Linked DNA regions of Gossypium arboreum: region 1 is linked to region 2. A link is a contact called in public Hi-C data. All regions are on one chromosome and are shown on one strand. The core of a region is the stretch at or near the end of the contact, and the rest is flanking DNA. Distances in the headings are between cores, read along the strand shown. Region 1 has its middle 3.9 kb from the start of LOC128292202. Region 2 has its middle 4.2 kb from the start of LOC108459662.

Evidence for each region. Hi-C and Micro-C count contacts between places; a contact is called where the count stands out from the background.
Region 1: a contact with region 2 is called in a Hi-C map of leaf, with 2.2 times the contacts expected there. The contact joins two enhancer-like sites. A contact is called at or near these places in 2 of 5 Hi-C or Micro-C datasets (both in leaf).

The regions. Positions count from the first base shown.
Region 1 is chr4:15,998,071-16,000,972 of ASM2569848v2, forward strand. No RefSeq gene overlaps it. Among protein-coding and RNA genes, the nearest start is that of LOC128292202, 3.9 kb to the right of the region's middle. Within about 2 kb of position 1,336, at least 1 of the 2 cell types and tissues checked has an H3K27ac peak or open chromatin away from gene starts, as enhancers often do. A contact at or near this core is called in leaf, where this site is marked.
Region 2 is chr4:15,707,362-15,710,061 of ASM2569848v2, forward strand. No RefSeq gene overlaps it. Among protein-coding and RNA genes, the nearest start is that of LOC108459662, 4.2 kb to the left of the region's middle. Within about 2 kb of position 1,355, at least 2 of the 2 cell types and tissues checked have an H3K27ac peak or open chromatin away from gene starts, as enhancers often do. A contact at or near this core is called in leaf, where this site is marked.

The DNA of each region.
Region 1 (2,902 bases), core at 86-2,585, 290 kb after region 2:
GACATGCATACTAGAGTTAACATATTATGCAAAAATTATATTTTGAGCAAAAATTTGCTTAAGCACACCTTTATCAAAGAATCAATTTTCGAAAAGTATCAAAATATAATTTCTCAAAAAAATATAAAAAAATTTAAAATATCAAAGAAATTATAGCATGGTCTCCCTACTAAATAGAAACAATGTCCTTAGTGCCTAAAAGTATATAGCAGAAGAGACAAAATCAAAAAAATGAATGTGAGCTATGCACCAGGTAGGCTCCTAGGAAAGGAAGGTGAGTCTCATTCGACTGCTTAAATACCCAGTCTTTCCTTGCCAGGGCTTATCCTAGACATGCACATTCACATTACAATACTTCTCATTTTTTAAAAGAATAATTTACAAATTAACTCAATTTTATTCATAATTGCAACTTAAAAAAATTATTACACAGAAAAACTTAAAGGAATAGGACAAAAAAAAAAAAAAATCCCCCCAATTAGTTGTTCACTCTATCAAACTCTGTCCCTTCATCCATGTTATCAACTAATATGAATCCGATTACGAGTTTAGAATTTGACCCATGATTTGATATGCCTATTCGTCTAAATAGGTACTTTCTCGGAAAAAAAAGGGAAGTTAAGCTTAGAACTTGAAATGTATTTAGGGTATTGGAAGAACGGAATGAATAAAAATTGATAAAACGAAACTTGATCCAAAAATGAACCAGCACTATAAAACAGTGTGACTTGATTTCTACAAAGCAAAGTTAAGTCTTAACAAGTTAGTTGCTTTAAGAAAGATCGCTACCCATTATCTATATTGAGATAGGAACCAACGATATAGGATGATCGTTACACTTCAAAAAGAGTTGAGAAGGGAAGCGATAGGATCTATTAATCAACACCGCATGAAGGTAAGTTCATGATAAGTTTGATTTTATTTCTAAAAAGAAGAAAGAGTTTAAACTCAGTTTGAGTTTCAAAGTTGATTGATTGGTTTATTCACTCTTCCAAAGTGACCTAGACCGAATATTTATAGGACTTGAAAAATGCCTCTTCAAAACCGGCCATATATGTATCCCTTAGGTACAAAGTATTTTCACATTACATGAACCCACATTTAATGCTTGGAAATTCAGCATTCATTCCCCCTTGTGTCGTCCATGCATCCTTAGCCCTTAAGCAATGTTTGTTCATATTTAAGCATTTAATTAGCAGGAAAAATCCATGCACATGCATCCAAATTGAATGGTCCCTTCATGCACTCCTTAATGGCCGAATATCCATGCATGGAAATAGGAGATGGATTGGCTTAAGCTACTGGTTCATGAACATTTCCTCTCATACATTCATCTCCACTTGACCATTAAAATGCCTTCATGAATCAGCCTTTAAGTGACCGAAAACTCCATGCATCTTCATGTAGTTGAATGGCCCTTGGATCATCACTTGAATGGTTACATTTGTTCCCCAAACTAGCCGCCCATTGCTGTTCCTTTCGAGCACAATAAACAACATTTACGACACTTTAAATATGATAATAAAGTTGCAATAAAATTGGGCAAATTTAATAGCTAAATTAGAACATATTTAAAATGCAATTAAAGTGAATAAATAAACTAACAACTAATTTAACTAAAAACCACCAAAATTAAAGTTTAGCAATCATGAGCTGAGGGAAATTAAATAAATGAAAAACTAGTTGTGGGAAAGCAACCAAACAATCTTGTTAGACTTAATTCATCACGTGCAACAAGTTGCACGAACCTGGATCCTTAACTGGAGCCGAATAGTTGCTGAGCGGATTGGGTTCAGCCAATAGATGTTGAATTAGGCCTATGAATGACTCCTTCATTATCTTGGCCCTAGCTCGCGTAGGCATCACGAATCATTCTTTGTTCTGACAATTCTTCTAGATTCGACCCAAATGTTTCGGGATTGGGCTTCTTGAGGTTGGGCCTATAAGTTGTATACGAGATCACGTCATCAACATCCTACCTAGGTGTAGCAAAATCCTCAAGTTCGATTCTGCGGGTCGGGTTCCAGGGCTAGAAGATGAAATATTTTCCTTTTGAGTCAGAAATTCTCTCTGACAGTAACGAGTACCTTGCCTCAAAAGCGTCCATTTAGCTCCAAGAACTGTGACTACTTTCAAAACATCTTGAATTTTTTTCGCATTAACATCTTCACATAGGGTCGAGTAATCATCGTTCTCAATATCAGGCAAATCAAACAAGCCATTGATGACTAATGTTGTTAGAAACAATTCCCTTTCTCGAATCTGCAATATTGTTACTGTAGACAGATTAAAATGAGACTAAAATTCTTGAACAATACCTTCATCCGAAAGATTTTAGACATCAAAAAATACTTTCCATCCCCGTTCATTAACGACCTCCTGAATGAATGCCGGCGCATCGGCATCGTTATTACCAGTAAGCTGGAAACCCTTATCCAGGAGCATCGGTTTTTCTTAAAGATCGTAATATATCGTGCTCTTGCACCCAGAGCAGAACAAGGGTTGGATTTCATCAGTCTGAATATTCACTCTTTTCCATTTCCGAGACATAATACTCTTGTTTATGTGCAAGGAGATCTGGTCGCTTAGCCGCTTAGGGTGGTTGTCGTTTATTTCTGATACAAAGAGCTGCTACTACTGGCTATGTGACTAGGTCGTGGCAAGGGAGTGGAGCGGATGGATGCTACAATTGGTTTTATGGTGCTTGCGGATGGTGGAAAAAGAGTTGTTGTTTGGTGATGGTGTCACAAGATGGTGGTACGCGACGGTGACGGGGTAAGGGAGGAAGGTGCGGTAGTTTGGCTGTCATGGGTGGTGTAGCAGGCCGCTGATGAATGTGACAATTGATCGTGGAGGGAAAGGCGAGGGCGTGGGATGGGGAAGGCTAGGCGGTGACGCTTGA
Region 2 (2,700 bases), core at 105-2,604:
GATAATTAAATTTTTAAAAATCATTAACCAGCTTGACCGATTAATTAGATTTTAACCTAACTGTGAATGTTTTTGGCAGTATTCTTTTGGCCAAGTATTCATAACTATTAATGGTTTGTTTAAGTTAGGGGCGACACCACCTCCTAAACAGGAAATTTTATTTTTAATCCTTTAAATTTTTAAAATTGTACATAATAAAATTTTACTTTTAACTTCTAAAAATAATAAAATTATAATTTAATCCTTTAAAAATTATAAAATATAAATCATTAAAATAATAAAATTATACTTTAACTCTTATAAAAATATACAACTTAATTTCAGTCTTTCCATAAAAATTTCCTACCTTCGTTAGTTCAAGTGGAGTTTGACTAAGGTGCTAAAAGACACAATAATATTAATTTTATAGTTTTATAATTAAAATTATAATAAAATAAGAAAATATTTGATACACTACTACAAGTAGAGTCAAGAAGTTAACAAGTATTTTATAGAGTATAATAAAATATTAAAATATAAGTATTAAAAACACAACAATTTTCTAAGATTATTTGTAAAATAAAAATATATACCGATAATATACCAGATACTAACTTATAAAATAATTTTGTTTTTGAAGAATCAACTGGGCTTTTATAAAAGACTAAATCAGAAATACATAAAAAAACAGTCAGCCATATTAATGGACTGAAACCCAAAAGAAAAACAACAAATAAACTTGAAAAAACTAAAGAATCAGGCCTAACCGATCAGGAAGGCCCCCTAAACAAAACAAAATTCAAATAAATAATAAAAAAAAGGAAACCTAATTAAATGCCCCGTCAATCACCACAGTTGGATGCCATTTTCTCTTGTCTTTTCATGTCACCATTTCAGCTTTTATGATAACAGTTCCCAAACATATCTTTACTCTTCTGCTATCAATTTCTTTGAAAACCTCTCTCATCTCTTTCATCTTGACTCTTCGGTTCTCAACCTGGCTGCCTTAGTAACGATGAGCATGGTCCGGATCCTCCCCCTGCAGGTAATATCCTATTCCTCTCTTCAAGGCTTCTTTGGCAAGGAAATAGGCACAATCATTTTCTGATCTAGGGATAAAATGAAACTCGATATTCTGAAAATAAACCTTTTTGCTTTGACTGTCTCTGATGAACGCTCCTATAGTCAATTTGTCCGGATCTTTTGATTGGCATTTTTTATCACTGTTTTAGAGTCCCCCACTATTTGTAAACTGTTAAAACCCATTGAAATGGCTAACTGAATCGCTTGTAACCCGGCATCTGTTTTCGCTGCTAGCGGTGTCGGTATATCGGAGTGGATAACCGTTTTGGATACCAAGATCACACCCCTTTCATCACGGACAGCCAGACCCGAAGCAGATCTGGAGGATCCCTTGTCAAAAGCCGCATCAAATAAGACAGTTACCCTCGTGCTTCTTGCCGTGTATTCATGACCTTTATCAACATTTAAGCTAAATTTTTTCTGTTCCACTCCATGCAACTCCGAAATGTAGCTGATGACTTGATTTGAGATATCTCTGCTTGTAGAGTTCTTTCTTTCGTAAACTAGCTGATTTCTGCATGTCCAGATTGACCATAGTACGTAACAGAAGAGTCGACATTGCTCAATATTTCCTCGTCTAAAAACCCAGGTGAGCCACTCCCATATACTGTTAAGATCATAATGACATACCCAGGCGAGATTTAAATTTGACCACACATCTATTGCTGTAGGACAGTGCCGGAAGATATGGTTGCTATCTTCCTCAGGGTTATGACATTTGGGACAGATAGCTGCTACGACCACTTTTTTATTCTTGAGATTTGATAGAGTAGGAATATAGTTCCATGAAATTCTCCAGTTTGTAATTTTAATTTTCGGAGGGAGATGTAAATTCCATAATTTCCTGTAGAAATCTCTAGTCTCAGTTTGTAAATAATTATTACTAGGACCCGAATTAGCCTCTTGTAATAGTTTATAGGCACTTCTAACTGAGAATTCGCCTGATGATTCCCCCCGGCACACACTTGAAAGTCTTCATAAGTTGTCTCTGCCAGAGGGATCTACAATATTTTTCTTTGCAACGTCTGCATTAAAAGTACTAATGATTAAATCTGTATTCCAAGTTCTGCTAGCTGGATCAATCAAATCTGATACTGTCTTAATATTTTCATTACTAGTCCCATTCTGTAATCTGTCTATTTTAGCTCCCAATATCCATAAGTCACCCCAAACGGAAATACGTTCCCTCGTGTCAACCCTCCAACATAGTCCTTTATCCAAATCCCTTTTGCTGCCCAGACACTCTTCTAGGTAAGCGAAGGTAAATTTCCTAATTGCGCATTGGAGAAATCTATATTTGGATAATACTTTGCTTTTAAAACACGATTAAGCAAAGAATTGTGAAAATTAATAAGACGCTACCCTTGTTTGGTTTCAAAGAGCATAAACCATTCCAAGTACACCAATGAATGCCTCTTTTATCTCGAATTTTCTGCCACCAGAATTTTGCAAAAATGCCTTCTATTTCAGCACATAGAGATTTAAGGAGTAAGAAACATGCTATACTATAGGTTGGAATGGCTTGTAGAATGGCCATTATAAATACCACTTTTCTGCCTTGAGATCGATGTTTAACACTCCAGCAATCAATTCGTTGTTTAATTCTGTCTCTCAAATTTTGAAATGCCAACTTCTTTC